Linked DNA regions of Mus musculus: region 2 is linked to region 1. The links are chromatin contacts, called in public Hi-C maps. All regions are on one chromosome and are shown on one strand. Each heading gives the region's core, a stretch centred on a gene start, on an enhancer-like site or on the middle of the called end of the contact. The rest is flanking DNA. Distances are from core to core; before and after follow the strand shown.

What was found. A called contact is a pair of places that touch in the nucleus more often than the background predicts.
Region 2: a contact with region 1 is called in a Hi-C map of the N1E-115 cell line, with 1.9 times the contacts expected there. The contact joins two enhancer-like sites. A contact is called at or near these places in 2 of 484 Hi-C or Micro-C datasets (the N1E-115 cell line and nephron progenitors) and 1 of 115 datasets of contacts at active chromatin or transcription factors (extraembryonic endoderm stem cells).

The regions. Positions count from the first base shown.
Region 1 is chr6:93,001,136-93,008,961 of GRCm38.p6, reverse strand. All of the region lies in intron 1 of 9530026P05Rik (RIKEN cDNA 9530026P05 gene), which reads right to left. Among named protein-coding and RNA genes, the nearest start is that of Adamts9, 62 kb to the right of the region's middle. Within about 2 kb of position 4,156, at least 20 of the 459 cell types and tissues checked have an H3K27ac peak or open chromatin away from gene starts, as enhancers often do. A contact at or near this core is called in the N1E-115 cell line, where this site is marked.
Region 2 is chr6:93,407,538-93,415,363 of GRCm38.p6, reverse strand. No RefSeq gene overlaps it. Among named protein-coding and RNA genes, the nearest start is that of Gm25094, 76 kb to the right of the region's middle. Within about 2 kb of position 4,458, at least 5 of the 459 cell types and tissues checked have an H3K27ac peak or open chromatin away from gene starts, as enhancers often do. A contact at or near this core is called in the N1E-115 cell line, where this site is marked.

The DNA.
Region 1 (7,826 bases), core at 2,907-5,406:
GGAACAATTATGGGTCAGAGTTGTGACTGTGGGATGGCAACCTCATCCCTCACTTGATGTCCTGTCTTCCTGTTGGATGGAGATGGGCTCCATAAGTTTCCTCTCCCTACTGTCTGGCATTTCATCTAAGGTCCCTCCCTTTCAGTCCTGAGAGTCTCTCACCTCCCAGGTCTCTGGTGCATTCTAGAGCCCCCCCCCCAACCTCCTATTTCCCAAGGTGGCCTGTTTCCATTCTTTCTGCTGGGCCTCGGCTTCAGTCCTTTTCCCTCACCCAATACCAGATCAGGTTCCCCTCCCCCCACTACTGCCCCCCTCCACTTTCCCTTCTAGATTCTTTCCTCCCTCCCAACTTGTGATTGCTTTCTTCTCTCTCCCAAGTGGGACTGAGGTATCCTCACTTGGGCACTTCAGTTTGTTGACCTTTTTTAGTTCTGTGGACTGTATCTTGGGTATTCTGTACTTGCGTTTGTTTGTTTGTTTGTTTGGCTAATATCCACCAATTAGTGAGTACATACAATGCATGTCCTTTTGGGTCTGAGTTACCTCACTCAGGATGACATTTTCTAGTTCCATCCATTTGCCTGCAAAACTCAGGATGTCTTCATTCTTAATAGCTGAGTAGTATTTCATTGTGTAAATGAACCACATTTTCTGTATCTATTCTTCTGTAATGAGACATCTAGGTTGTTTCCAGATTCTGGCTATAACAAATAAGGCCACTATGAACATAGTGGAACACATGACCCTGTGGCATGGTGGGGCATCTTGTGGGTATATTCCCAAGAGTGGTATAAATAGCTTTTCAGATAGATAGATCTATTTCCAATTTTTTGAGGAACCTTCAGATTGATTTCCAGAGTGGTATAAGGTGGAATCTCAGGGTCATTTTGATTTGTATTTTGCTGATCACTAAGGATTTTGAACATTTCTTTAGGTGCTTTCGGCCATTCTAGATTCCTCAGTTGTGAATTCTTGGTTTAGTTCTATGTCCCATTTTTTGATTGGGTTGTTTGGATTTTGGTGATAAACTTCTTGAGTTCTTTATATATTTTGGATATTAGCCTTCTCTTGAATATGGGGTTAGTGAAGATTTTTTTCACAATCTGTAGGTTGCTGATTTGTCTTATCGACTATGTCCTTTGCCTTACAGAAGCTTTCCAGTTTCACGAGGTCCCATTTATCAATTCTTGATCTTAGAGCATGAGCCATTGGAGTTCCGTTTAAGAGATCTCCCCCTGTGCCAATGAGTGTTAGCTAGAACAATAAGACAACAAAAAGAGATCAAGGGGATACAAACTGGTAAAGAAGAAATACAATGGCATCACTATTTCCAGATGACATGATAGGAAACATAAGTGACCCCAAACATTCTAGCAGAGAACTTCTCCAGCTGAGAAACAACTTCAGCAAAGTGGCTGGATATAAAATTAACTCAAATAAATCAGTAGCTTTCCTTTATACAAAGGATAAACAGACTGAAAAAGAAGTTTAGGAAACAACTCCCTTCACAATGGCCACAAATAATATAAAATATATTGGGGTAACTCTAACCAAACAAGTGAAAGACCTGTATGACAATAACTTCAAGTCTCTCAAAAAAGAAATTGAAGAAAATCTCAGAAAATGGAGAGATCTCTCATGCTCATGGATTGGCAGAATTAACCCAGTAAAAATGGCCATCCTACCAAAGGCAATCTACAGATTCAATGCAATCTCTGTGAAAATCCATACACAATTCTTCAAAGACATGGAAAGAGCAATTCTCAAATTCATCTGGAAATGCAAAAAAACAAAAACAAAAACAAAAAACAAACAAAAAAACCCCACCAGAATAGTGAAAACAATTCTTAATAATAAAAGAAGAGCTGGGGAAATCACCATCCCTGACCTCAAGCTGTACTACAGAGCAATAGTGATTAAAAACTGCATGGTATTGGTACAGAGACAGGCATGTTGATCAATGGAATAGAATTAAAGACCCAGAAATGAAACCACACCCTGATCTTTGACTAAGACACCAAAAATATACAACGGATAAAAGAAGGCATCTTCAATATAAGGTGCTGGTCTAACTGGCTCTCTGTATGTAGAAGAATGTAAATAGGCTCTTATTTGTTACCTTGTACAAAGCTCAAGTCCATGTGGATCAAGGACCTCAACATAAAACCAGATACACTGAGTCTAATAGAAGTGAAAGTGGGAAAGCGCCTTGAACTCATTCGCAACAGTCTTTTCTAGCAAGAAATAGATAAAGACCAAGGTATCTTTGTGAGGGAAAGCATTAAAAACATATCAGAAAAAAATCCAGCAAAGTAAAATAAGCTCTATTCCAGACTTGCAAGGAACAGAAATGTGTCAGCAACCAGAGTCAACTTAAAGCGGACTTTTCCAGAATATCCAGGCAAGCTGAAACCTTGCTTCAGTCCTGTAAAGCCCTAAGAAAAGAAGCTCATTAAGGCCGCCCAGATTTTTGACTTCTAGAGCTCTGCGGTATTGGATGGTACTTTAGAAGTCTCTGTTTGCTGAGGAGATGGCTCCTTGAGGGTTTGCTGTGCAAGTATGAAGATTTTCCAGATCTGTTTTAAGGTACTCTTGTATACGAGTTTTGTGTGTGTGTGTGTGTGTGTGTGTGTGTGTGTGTGTGTGTGTGTTGAGATGTGTTCTTCTGTGAGTGTGATGCAGAGGATAGAGCATCCAGTGTCTTCCCTGTTGCTCTCTAGCCTGTTACAAGACTCTCATAAAATCAGTCGGAAGCTTGCCTTTGTGCTAGGCTGGTGGGCCAGGGAGCATTACCAGAATAACAGGCGTGCACATCCAATTTCAGTTTATGTGGATGCTGGGGTTTCTAACCCAGGCACTCTCTCACCTGCTAATCCATGCCCCTATCCCCAACACAGCATCTCGAATTTGATGTTTTATCTAGGTGTGCTAGAACCACTTGTATAAGCAACAACACTGCGAACAGCTTTGAAATCCTTCGCTCATGTAAAGGAGCGCTATGAGCAACATGCGCCTTAGAAGCAATTGAAGCTTTGCACTCTGAATCAGAGTTTAATGGGCAATTTCCAGCATGGAGGAAGGGAGGTGAGAGGGGATAAAGTAACTGTTGGGAAAGCTCAAGATCAGATTTAGAGCTAAAAGGGCCAGACTCCGCCTTACTGATGTCTAATGGCTGCTGAAGAGGAGACAAGTGATCTGCGCCTTGGTTACAGACTTGGAGGTAAATTGGCCCCATTAAAAAATAATTTGGAGAATCGTATTGATGATGATAATGCTAATGCGGCAATAACAGCATTCCACTCTGACCTTGACTGGGGTTTGGTTCCAGCCAAGCCCAGCCACTTAGCTCACACTGGCTTTCAACTGCTCATCATCATAAATGTCTGTATCCACTCTTTGGGACAAAGGGCAGTCTCCTACCTCCAAAGTAAGCAAATAAACATGACAGTCAAGGCCTTCTGTGGATGCCCACCCATGTGAGGCTTTTGGCCAATCTGACCTAAGACTGAAGACAGATTCAAGGGCCTTTGCCATTTACTGGAAATCTATTGTAACAGGAAGACTTATGGAGGCCAGTGATTCGAAAACAATAAATACAAAAGACATGGACTCAAATCCAAAGCCACGCAAAACTGTTGGGCAGGTTGCAGAAAAAACAAATCTAAACACTGAAGGAGAAACAAGATTACAAACCAGTGGACTCCTGTCAGCCCATCTCTCCTTTTTATAAACACTTCCAGGCAAACCACAGTTTCAGCTCATTTTCAAGCAATGCTTTCTCTAGTTATCTGGAAATAAACACAAAATTTACCTCTTATCAAGGTAAGCAGACAAATGGGTGTGTGTGTGTGTGTGTGTGTGTGTGTGTGTGTGTGTGTGTGTGTGTGTTTTACTGCCTAATATGGGTCAGAAGATTGGGCATGACTCCCAAGGCCGTCAGCATATGAAATGGAGTGAGATGGCAGATTTCCCAGACAGAGGGGCAAACACAACACTCATCTTTCATTGTCTCTTCTCTCCACTCCTGGTTTTCTTCCTTCTGTCCCGTTTGTAAGGTTCTGTTTGGGGTTACACTTTTAGACAGATAGCTGCTTCATCACATATGCTCTTATCCTTAGTGAGGCTAAAAAAAGATCGCAACACACACCCCCACTGTGGCACTTGCCAACAAACTCTGCCTGTGTTTGGGGCTGATCTCATCCTTAACCTCCCTCTAGGACCCATCAGAATAATGGATGGTGTAACTCCTCCCTGATAATGTATGTATGGAGCTGGGAATTTTTTTTTCTTCTCTGATTAATAGGTATTCAGGCCTTGCAATCCTTTTGCTGTTTTCTTTAGATTAAGAGCAATCTTGGTGTCCAAAAGTTTAGAGTCCAAAAGGGCGAAAAGAAGTGCTTTTCAAATCCCGGTGGAAGGAGTGGCTCTCATTTCCTTTCTACTTGCTTTTCCTCTAGTAGTACAACTAGTCTCTGGGAGGCTGGAGGAGGGCCACACTGGCACAGACTGGGTTATTACTACCTCAGTTCTTTTCAGCACTGAAGAACTTCACACGCCACTTCTAGGATAAAAGAATATGAGTTTCCATCTCTCAGGGCTTTTGGGAGTCTACCATAAGGATGGAAGGACCATTTGCAATTGTGTGTGTGTGTGTGTGTGTGTGTGTGTGTGTGTGTGTGTGTGTCGTCCATGTGTGTGGTGTTCCTGTGTGTGTGTATGGGTGTGTGCACATGTCAAAGCTAACAGTCAGATTCAGATATTGTTGCTCAGGTGCTATCCAGCTTGTGTCTTGAGATGCTCTCTCTCGCTGGCCTGGAACTCACAATGTAGGGAGGCTGGAAACCCAGTGAACTCTGGGAATCCTTGTGTCTCTACCTCTCCACCACTGCGATCACAAATGAGTGTGGCTCTGCTAGACTTTCCACTGCTTCCTGAACTTGAACTGGAGTCTTTATGCTCATAAAGCGAGCGCTTTACCGATTAAGCTATCTTCCTAATCCCATTAGAAACTATCTTGCCAGAAGACTCTATCTAATGTTGCCAGAATGGTTCTTAAATTCTCCAGGGATCCTGGCCAGGCTTCCAAATGACCTTTGACATTGGTTAACTGGCTAACTACTCAACAAAGGATGAGGCCTTATCAGATACTAATGCCCTTGCTACCAAGGGCACTGGCGTCCCCATCGTAGAATTCTTAGTCTCATTGATAAAAGAATTTAAGGCAGATTTGAAAGGCAGCTGGGGGGGATTTTATTCTAATTCTAAAGAAAAATCTCAAAGCAGACAAGCTATAAATGTAGGCAGCTGCCCAAGGAGATAAGATTGAACAGAGGACAAGAGAAAGCCATGCCATTTAAATTAGGTCTGTGGTTAGCCATGTGGTGGACAAGCAGATGACTGGTAATAAAGCTGGGGGTGGGAGGATAGAGAAAGAGCCAGAAAAATCATACTTAGACTCTGGCCAGCATCCAAAAGACAAAAGAGAAGAGGTGGGAAGGTTAAGACTCAGGGTTAGAAAGTTACAATCTCATGGTTACTGTACTGACTGCACTGGGCAGGGGGGCAAGAAAGTACATTATCTCATAAAACAGGTAATTGTTCCTCCTATCTCTTAAGCATGACTTAAGGTGGATCTGCCTTGTTGAGGGGTGGTCCCCTAGCTAACTGATTATCCACCCTAACTGGATTCTTAGGTCTCCACCCAGGCCAAAGATACCATTGTCTTGACCAAAATGAAATATGATAATTTCTTCGTACTAGGCCTTTACTGATACTGTAATACAAGTACACATAAGGAAGGGATCTCTTAGGTTTGTAGACACTAAATCTAGTGGGAAAACTCCCCCTGTGTTGAATTGATACCAGGTGTTTACAAACTTACAGAGAGAATAGCCCATTGTGGCAAGGAAGGCATGTTGGTTAGATGAGCTCCTACTCATGGCAGTAGACATATGTCACAAAGTAACTGAAAAGGCTTAGGCAGGAAGTAAGGTCAGGTTTTAGCCTTAAGGTGCATCCTTCTGACCTCCTAATGGCCCATTTCCTCTAACTAGATTCCACTTCCTAAAGGTTAACAACCTCCCCCAATTAAAATAATCATCTGAGGATCAAGTGTTTACACATTGAACCTGTGGAGGACATTTCACAGGTAAACCATCACAAACTGATTTTGTTAGCACAACAAGACCACGACAGCTCAGAGCTTCTCAGATTTGGTCCCAGCAGCAACAGTGTTTAGGGACTTCTCAGAAATGCAAATTCCTAGACCCCCTTTCTGACCTGCTATTAAAGAATTATGAGGTGACACTCCCAATATGTACACATTAAGTCGTCATCTGGGTAAATGTGATGCACGTTAGAGAAAAACATCCAGGGCCTCACTTTGCTCTTCCTTACAGGATTAGTGTGGGATGAGATTGGCTACTTTGGAGGAAGCTGTCAGAGAAAGCAAACTAAGGTCCAGGTCTCCATGCTGGAAAGGCTTGGTCCCTTGAAGAGCACATGAAGCTAAACAGTCAGTCATCCTGTTATGAAAGTCCTCCTAGATTTGGATGCTAAGCCTAGTTCAACCAAACAACTGACTGCTACTTTTATTCACTCTGTGGCATCAGGGACAGGCACTAGGAATTAGTACAGTGTAGGCATTTCTGCCCTGTATGCACTGAAGCCAAGAAGGAAGTAAAAGGCACTAATGTGTTTACTCAAGGAGCAAACATGGCTGCTGGATTTAATTGCCTGAGAATGTGATTGAGATGGGCATGGTTCCTTTATTCTTGATCTTGATCTGCCACGGCCCCACCCCCACCGCATCTCACATAAGTGGTAGCCAAAGAGTCAGACTGGTTCCATGTTGGTTTCACAGATAGGCTGCAGCTGAACTTCATGTGGGCCAGAGTTCTTTTCCTTACCATAATGACTGGTCAGGAAACCCAGGCTGGCCAGTGAGAACAGGTACTTCCTTACTGAAGAGGTCAGAGTGGTCCAAGCTGGAGATTTTCACAGATCAGAATGAAGCTCCCGTTAACAGCATTGGAGACGTAAGACAGTTTACTTCCATGGGTAATGCTTACTTTGGACAAAGCTGGCTCACAGCACCATAAATATCAGGTGCTAGTATTATCCATTTCATCCTTCAGCATCTTGTCTCAAGTCTTAGTCAGTATGCTATTTACAAGAACTTCTGAATAAGGCTAAAGGGAGGAAGGAAGGAAAGAAGAGAAGAGGAAGGAACTTGCTGAAGAGACCAGAGATAGACATATTCAAGAATTTTCAAAACAAAACAAGAAACAAATCAAGAAATCACTACATACATGTTCAGTGGTAGAACCCTCAACAGTGGAGACCTCAATGTGTTAAAAGTGACTCCCACCACTTGGGCCAGGACTCAGAATACTGTGACATTTGTCATGGAGAATGGAAGTAAGGTAAAGAGTGGAAGGAAGAAACCTTTTGAGGCATAACAGAGAACTCAAACGGCAAATAGAGTATACCACATCTAATAAACTGATGAGAAGGCTAGTGGTTGGGACAAAAAGAACAAAAAAAAAGCATGAAACATAGGTACTCAAATAGCAGCAGGTATGGCCCGCTGGCTGGAGGAGGTTATCGCTCCTGAGTTGTAGAGTAACTGACTCACCCAGGCATGCTAGGCTGTGATGGGCCTTACTCTGGGGGCCACAAGAGCTACGGACTGAACTGGAATGGCATGACTCATTTTTGGAGAAAGACAGATACATGCCTTGCCCTCCTCATTGGTCTCTGCCTATGCAAAGGTGTGTGAGGGTCACACCATTTCCATTGTGTTGGCAGAATCCGTAGGGTGTCCA
Region 2 (7,826 bases), core at 3,209-5,708, 410 kb before region 1:
ATCCTAAATTGTACATAATCTGTAGAAACAGGAGCTGGTGTCTTCTGCTGTCCTCATTAGCTGCCAAGTTCTACACTGACCTGCCCAGGTGGCTGGAGGGTTATTGGCTTCCTCACATTATAAGTTATGTGTTGCTGGTTTCCTTAGAAACCAATTTGCTTAGACATATGCAATGATTTGACAAATGTATTTTAAAGTCATTGTTTTTTAATGGGCATTTAAAAAGTGTTATTGCAGTAATTGTAAAAACATGGATTCTTTTTTCAGCTTACAGAATATACACCTTTCTCTGAGCTTGGAGTTCTCAGGGTGAAACTTACTTTCAATTATGACTATGTCAATTTAAAAAAAAAGGTCTAACAGAAGAGTTTAACTTAATAAGTAATTTAACAGTCAGTCACAGGTTAAGCTACATTTTGACAAGAATAAAAGAAGATCCCACACATAGCAGTGGTTTAAGGATGGTTCACATCTTCTTTCTTGTATTTCAGAAGAAGCCGTCCATCCAGGGAGGCGTGATGATTTGTGGTCCTTGCCATGCTGCTATTTTCTGTATTCACACACACCTCTGGGCACATTTGGTGGTCCAAGATGGCTGCTTGCTTCCAACCATTGTAACTACTTTCTAACCAGCAGTAAAGAGAAAAAAATGTGTACAAAAGGAACTCCATCTTGCTTAGAGAAAAAAGTTCTTAAAAAAAAGTTCTGTCTTGCTTAGTTCTAAAAGTTGTACACTTTTTGCTGATATCCGGAAGTGCTTAGTGTTGAGGTCATGGCTCCTTAGGAGTGGGGCTGAGAAAGAAATGCAGAGTTCACTTTAGATGAACTGTGCACAGCCAATGAAGAGGTATTCCTTCATCAGAGGACAAGTAAAAGGGAGATGCTGGTGGCTTCTGCTTAGGTAACATGTTCCCATCCAACTGAGATGCTGGACTGTACAGGACCTCCTGCACATGCCCTCTACTCTCTGACCCCTACTTGTCTTTAGAACCTCATCTGTCAGTAATCTCTTCAAAAATATCCTACTCTCTCTGAGAGACTGAATCTTTCAGTTTCTCAAACTGGTCTTTCCCAACACCATTATGTGTGCATCCCATTCCTCCAGATTTGAATGCTCCCATCATTATCTTCCACACACTTCCTGTTTATCTGACACATTTCATTGCTGTGACAAAGAAACCCAATAGAAACAGCTCCAGAGAGGAAGGTCATATGTCGGCTCTTGGCTTAAGAGGGTTTCATTCATGATTCTCCTGATTTATGGCCATCCGGTCTGAGATAAGTAAGGGAGAAGCCTCGTGCTATGAATGCATAGTGGGAAAAAGCCAGTGACTTCAAGGCAAACAGTTGAGAGTGACATAGGCCTGGCACAAGATACATCTTTCCAGAACATGGTCCTAGTAGCTTACTTCCTTCAAGAAGTCTCCCAGCTTGCTTAGTCTTTCACTTCCAAAGATTCTGTTCAGAGCCTGAATCCATGAGTGGATTAAGGCATCCCTGGAGGTAAGCCTTTATTATCCAATCTCTGAACATTGCTTCTATTGGGGAGTCTCTTTTTTAGAAACTTCATTTCAAAAAGCATTACACTGTTGAGTCAGTCTGGACTATCTTCCAGCTCTTTGTGTAATTTCACATGTTCCAGGCACTCTTCACTAGCCTCGGGGTCTACAGGGTTCTGTGCTTACCACTTCCATATGGCACAATCTCTTTGATCAGCGCTGACTATTATCTTCAGTTATATACCTGTATCAGGTACTTTTCTATTGCTGTAATAAAACACCATGACCAAAGCAACTTATAAGAAGGAAGGGTTTATATTGCTCATGACTCCAGAGGGAGAAGAGTCTGTCATGGTAGGAAAGTATGGAGGCATCACAAGTGGGGGAGAACAGTGAGGCTTCATCTCTTCAAACCACAAACACAAAGGAGAGAGAGACAGACAGAGAGAGACATAAAGAGAGACAGAGGAAGAGAGAAGGATAGAGACAGAGAGATAGAGAGACAAAGAAAGACAGAGGGAGAGGGAGAGAGAGAGGAGAGAGAGAGAGAGAGACAGAGAGAGACAGAGACAGAGAGGGAGAAAGAGAGATGGAGGAATGGTATAGGCTTTACAACCCCAAAGCCTGTTCCCAGGGACATTCTTCCTCCTGTAGAGCCACAAACATCCTCAACCTCCCTAAACAGCACCACCAACTGGGGACCAAGCAGCCATAATTTGAGCCTATGGAGGAGCATTCTCATCCGCTACAATTCTATCCATGTTCATGAAGGCTTTCTTGTTTCTCTACTAGACTGCAAGCTTCTTGAGGGTAGAGCTTGTGCCTATGTCTTTCATAGGCAACATCATAGGTGTCTATCAGGGTTCAGCAGACATTCTGACAATAAATGTGTGTTGAATGAATGAATGTATGAATGAATGAATGAACAAGCGAGCAACTGCTTCAGTGTAAAATATTTGATAGTTTGAAGTGATGCATTATAGAAAATTAAGTGGTGTATGTTTGGAGTACATGCAGATGTCTGAATATTTAAAGCAAAAAATTGAATCAACCTAGTGAATGAATGTGCTTCTATGAAAGATCCTATTTTCTCTTCTGCCATGATTTCTCTTTTATCATTTAGATTTAGCTTAATTGTAAATTCAGCCTACAAATTGGTGAAAATGGCTGTTTTTCTTTGGGGAATCAATTTGTATATTGGTTAGCTTCACAGTGTTTCTAATTGGTTATATTGGCCTCCTTTTGATCTGTTCACTCAGATAAGGGAATGTGTTTTGTATCCACTTTATGCAAATAACTTCATTCATAGTTTGTCAGTTTATACTTAGAAATATGGATAAGAAGACTTCCTGTCCCTTACTATACACTGCTTTGAATAGACCACACTGTATTAATACATTTCTATGGGCACATATGTACTGCAAAGACATACATACAGGCAAAACACTCCTATATATAAAATCAAATTAAATATTAAAATAAAGTATTAATATGAATAATGGCCCCCAAGGCAGAAAAATGTATCTGGTGGAGTATGGCAGGGGAGGATAAAAAGAGAGAAGCAGACTCAGGTGTTCTCATAATTCTGCTTCCTGATGAAGATTTTCACTCCTGAGTGGCTGACATGGTGTCACATGGGTGCTTGTTCCCTGTACCAGTAGGTTAGCAGCCCACTTGGCTGTCCCTCTTTGCTCTCTTCACCTTCTGTGCAATCTTCTTTTAGAGCCAAAGAAAGAAGAGATCTTATTTTATACCAACTCCTGCAGTCAGGAAACAAGGAATGTCCTGCCCACGGCTACTAGCCCTAATTTGTAATTCTTATGAATGTTGTGATAATGGATGGAAAAATGACTTTGAGATAAAAATATCATTTTCATATTTTTGCAGATACTTTCATTGATTAAGTCTCCCTATTATACTCTCATAGCAGATGTGGAATTCTCTGTCTCTCTCTGTCTTTCTCTGTCTCTGACTTCTCTGTGTCTCCCTCTCCCTCTCCCTCTCCCTCTCCCTCTCCCTCTCCCTCTCCCTCTCCCTCTCCCTCTCCCTCTCCCTCTCCCTCTCCCTCTCCCTCTCTCTCTCCCTCTCTCTCTCCCTCTCTCTCTCTCTCTCTCTCTCTCTCTCTCTCTCTCTCTCTCTCTCTGTGTGTGGGGCATGTCTTTCTCGTGTATTTAAGGAAAATGGATTTTGAGGAGAGTCTTGAATTGTACTTTCATGTGATGTTTCCTGGGTTTTCAGAGCGTGAGGAAATGTCAATGGACTTCACACCCCCCCTCTTTCTGAAGAAAATGCCCTTCCTGTATATATGGAGACTTTCCAGAAATGCTACTAGTAGTTCTTGATGGAAGCCACTGATTATTTATACTCTAAAAAACATTTCTCTTTGCAAGGAGTAGAGGCACTACTCTTGGACTAGATTTTCTCAGCAGATGTTCTAAAAGTCAAGTTTCTCATGACACCTTCAAAGGGAAGTAAAAATTCACAATGTGTCAGAACTTCAAGTGAAGCATTATTTTGAAGACACCCTGGCTGAAATAGCAAAGCTCCAAGTTGAGTCCCTGGGAATCCTGGGAAAGGGCAGCACCCTCTGGTGGTCCAGGAAGCTGCTGATATATGCACATCATGGAGCAGTCTTCGTAAGACTGATGAGGAGTGAAAAATGAAGGCTCTGGTAGAACGGAGTGGTCCATTAATCAAGGGCATTTGGATCTTTGAGCTTTCTGTGTGTGTGCTGGAATAAATTAAGGTAAAAGCTAATCCATCACGGCTACTGCAAGGAGCAGGTACATAGTCTGGAAAGTAAAAGGCAAGGAGAAGGGTATGCATCTGCAGGTGGGGGTGGGCTCCTTACCCCAGACTCAGTTGAAGTAATGAGTGCCTGGAGGAGCGTCTGGCAGCCATCAAGCTGTTGGCTTGCTGGTATCCCAGTCTATGGGCTCAGGAGTTTGAATTAATGGGAAGAGAGGGAAGACTGGGATGTGTAACAAGGCACAGCATGCAGATTGTATCAACACCCATGGGAGTGGAGAGCTTAGATGTCATTAGAAAAAAAATAATCTGGATGGCTACAAAGATTGATGACAGAGAAGAAAGAAAAGGAAAAGGCCTTTTGAGAGTGCTTTTGCCTTGATCAAGAGGTGATTTATTTACTGTTTCTCATGGCAAGGGGCATAAAATGCGTTTCCTGGGTTGGAAAATGGCCAGGGGAGGGTTCAGATACAGCAGTCGGTTAGGGGCCGAAGACAGTTTCCTGAACTTGTTGGCCAAACTAGTATGACAGCTGAGCAGTGTGAATCTGAGGAGGCTGCAGCCCTGTGGGAGGAAGGACAGACATGTGGTGGCCGGAATGGCAGGATGATTTAGAGAGAGACTGGGAAAGACATGGAACCAGACCAAACACAGGATGCTGGGAGGGATTTTTCCCAAGATACTAACTTCTATTCACTGAGATTTAACCAAGAAACTTTGGGGCCTGGGGAGGTAGCTCAGTTGGTAGAATTTTTGAGTGGCATGCATGTTACAGGATATCTGTTTATTATACATGGAAGACCTAACTGCTAGCAAAATATAACAGCTTAAATAGATAATGCATTTGTCTGATACAATTAGGTGTGTCCTGAAGAGACGCAGTTTGGATATGCTTCTTAAAGCCTCTGCAGATAAGAATGCAAAAGAATGGAAGGTTCCTGCCTATTTTAAGGCAAATTGCTTGGGATAGGTCTTGTGGTCTTTGCTCTGTGACCCAAGGCAAAGTCAGCTGGATGGCCTTGAGCTGCCCCACTGTAAAGGTGAAATGGTTCAGCCCCTACTGACTTGGCTTCAAGCTCCCCACCAATGCTGTGATATGGATTAGCCTGCCAAGGGTGTAGGGGAAGAACTAGAGATTTCTTTTATAAGGAGTTGGGCCTTTGATAGAGAAAGTGGCTGGCAGGACACAGGTAAAACAGGAAAGAGAGCTAAGGAGCCCTCTTGGGTCTGGAGGTGTGCAAGAGAAAGGCAGATTAGCTCCAAAGAATGACACAGATAGAAAGAGATTTCTAAAGAGCTAGCACTGTATTGTAGGATGAGGCTTGTACATAGATACATTGAATTTAGCTAAGAAATTAAAGTTACCTCACTGAGTTAGAAGGTTTATATATATATATATATATATATATATATATATATATATATATATATATATATTATTAGGTATTCTCCTCATTTACATTTCCAATGCTATCCCAAAAGTCCCCCATACCCTCCCCACCACTCCCCTACCCACCCACTCCCACTTTTTGGCCCTGGCGTTCCCCTGTACTGGGGCATATAAAGTTTGCAAGTCCAATGGGCCTCTCTTTCCATTGATGGCCGACTAGGCCATCTTTTGATACATATGCAGCTAGAGTCAAGAGCTGCAGCGTACTGGTTAGTTCATAATGTTGTTCCACCTATAGGGTTGCAGATCCCCTTAGCTCCTTGGGTACTTTTTCTAGCTTCTCCATTGGGGGCCCTGTGATCCATCCAATAGCTGACTGTGAGCATCCACTTCTGTTTTTGCTAGGCCCTGGTGTAGTCTCACAAGAGACAGCTATATCAGGGTAGAAGGGTTTTTTAACCTCAGTTTACTCCTCCCATGTCTTTATTGGTATAAAGCCTGGGGTCAGTCCCCAGCACTGCATAACACAGAGATTGCAAGATCAGACGTTCAAGGTCAGATTCAGGTGCATAAAGAGTTAGTCAGGGCTGCATGAGGCCCTATCTCAAAAGAAAAGAGTGTATTATCCGAGTTATTCATCTATTAGAATATGAGGTAGATGAAAACTGTGCCCATGGGCCACTCAGCAACAAGATGTGTGTTCTTCCTGGATTCTAGTAGATGGACTGAGGCCCAGAGTAGCCAAACAGTGTGTTCAAAACCACAGTGGAGCTGAAACGAGTCAGTTGTGATTTAAAACATGTGACTCAGAGTTCAGACTAAGCTTCTGCCTTGCCTGAGGAGCAGCATACAGACCTATTTTCATAGGTATAAGTAGAGGTATGTCCTACTGTCCCAGGTAGCAATTACAGGGCAAAAGTAAAGGTTGACAATTATGTCGTTTCCTATATGCTTTCTTGATTTCATGACCTCAGCTTCTCAGCCTTGGCCTTCGTTTTGTTTATTCTCTTCTCCCTTTCTTTATTTGTACCCACCTCTTAGAACGTGGCTTTTGGTAGGCTTTTCATTCTGCATTGCTCCTTGTTTATATCCAGACAGGAAATTCGGAATAGTGATTAAAGGTGTGGCGTCTGATGCTGGGCTGCCTACCTTCAAATCCTGGCTTCCTTACGAAATTTCTGTGCTTCCGTTTCCTCACAGTTTACTTCTATCTATGGCTAAGAACTCAACCAGCTCACAATGTAGTAGCTTAAAGTTATCACAATCATTTAGTTGCTCACAGTTCTGAAAATCAGCCAAAGCTTGGCATGTGTGGATCTGGATGTGTGCAAGAGCTCTGCTCTGTGTGGACTGGTGGGGAAGAGAATCTAAAGGGGACAGGTGGGAAGGCTAGATTGGAGTTAGAGGAGTAGCCAAGATGGCTTGCTTCATAGCCTGGAACTCAGTTGGGATAGATAGAACATCCAATGGCTGACTGATTCCCATCCTCCCTTGTCTCTTCACATGACCACTCAGCATTCAAAGCCTACACTTCTCTTCTGGGGTCTCAAGACACTACAATCAGAACATTCCAGTGCACAGAAGGAGACTAATGCTGTTTTTGTTTATTTGGTTTTTGTTGCAATTGTTTTGTTAAAGAGTGTTACACAGCTTTACTAAGAGCCAGAAATGGCCTCCTTCTGATGAAAGCAATGGCACACGGGACAAGGGTGGGTACCATCCTGGGAGGGGATTATCTGAAGACAGTTTACTTCAAGGAGGATGAACGATCCTCCCTAATTGTGTGGTTGATGTAGGGGGTTCACACAGTGGACTTTCTTATTTCTGACAACAACTTAATGAGCTATCTAGAGGAAAGTATAACGAGTTATAGCTCTGGGGTTCTCTGTGAGTTCTCAGTGAGTATTTGGAGCATGGTGTGAATTTAATGGCACAATTCTCATTATAAGACAAGTAGATATGTAAAAGTAAGAAATTAAAAGCGTCTACCAGTTAGTTATGATCTTCACCTAAAACTCAAACATTTAAAAGACTTTTAAAATGAGCTACTTGAAGAGACTCATGACGTGGTTGTTATAGACAGTATGGAATGGATTTCGTTCAGTATGTTTGGACAGTCCTGCTTTACATATGCAATAAATAAGTGGACATATGCAATAAGTATGTTGATGACCTTGGTTTCTGAGATT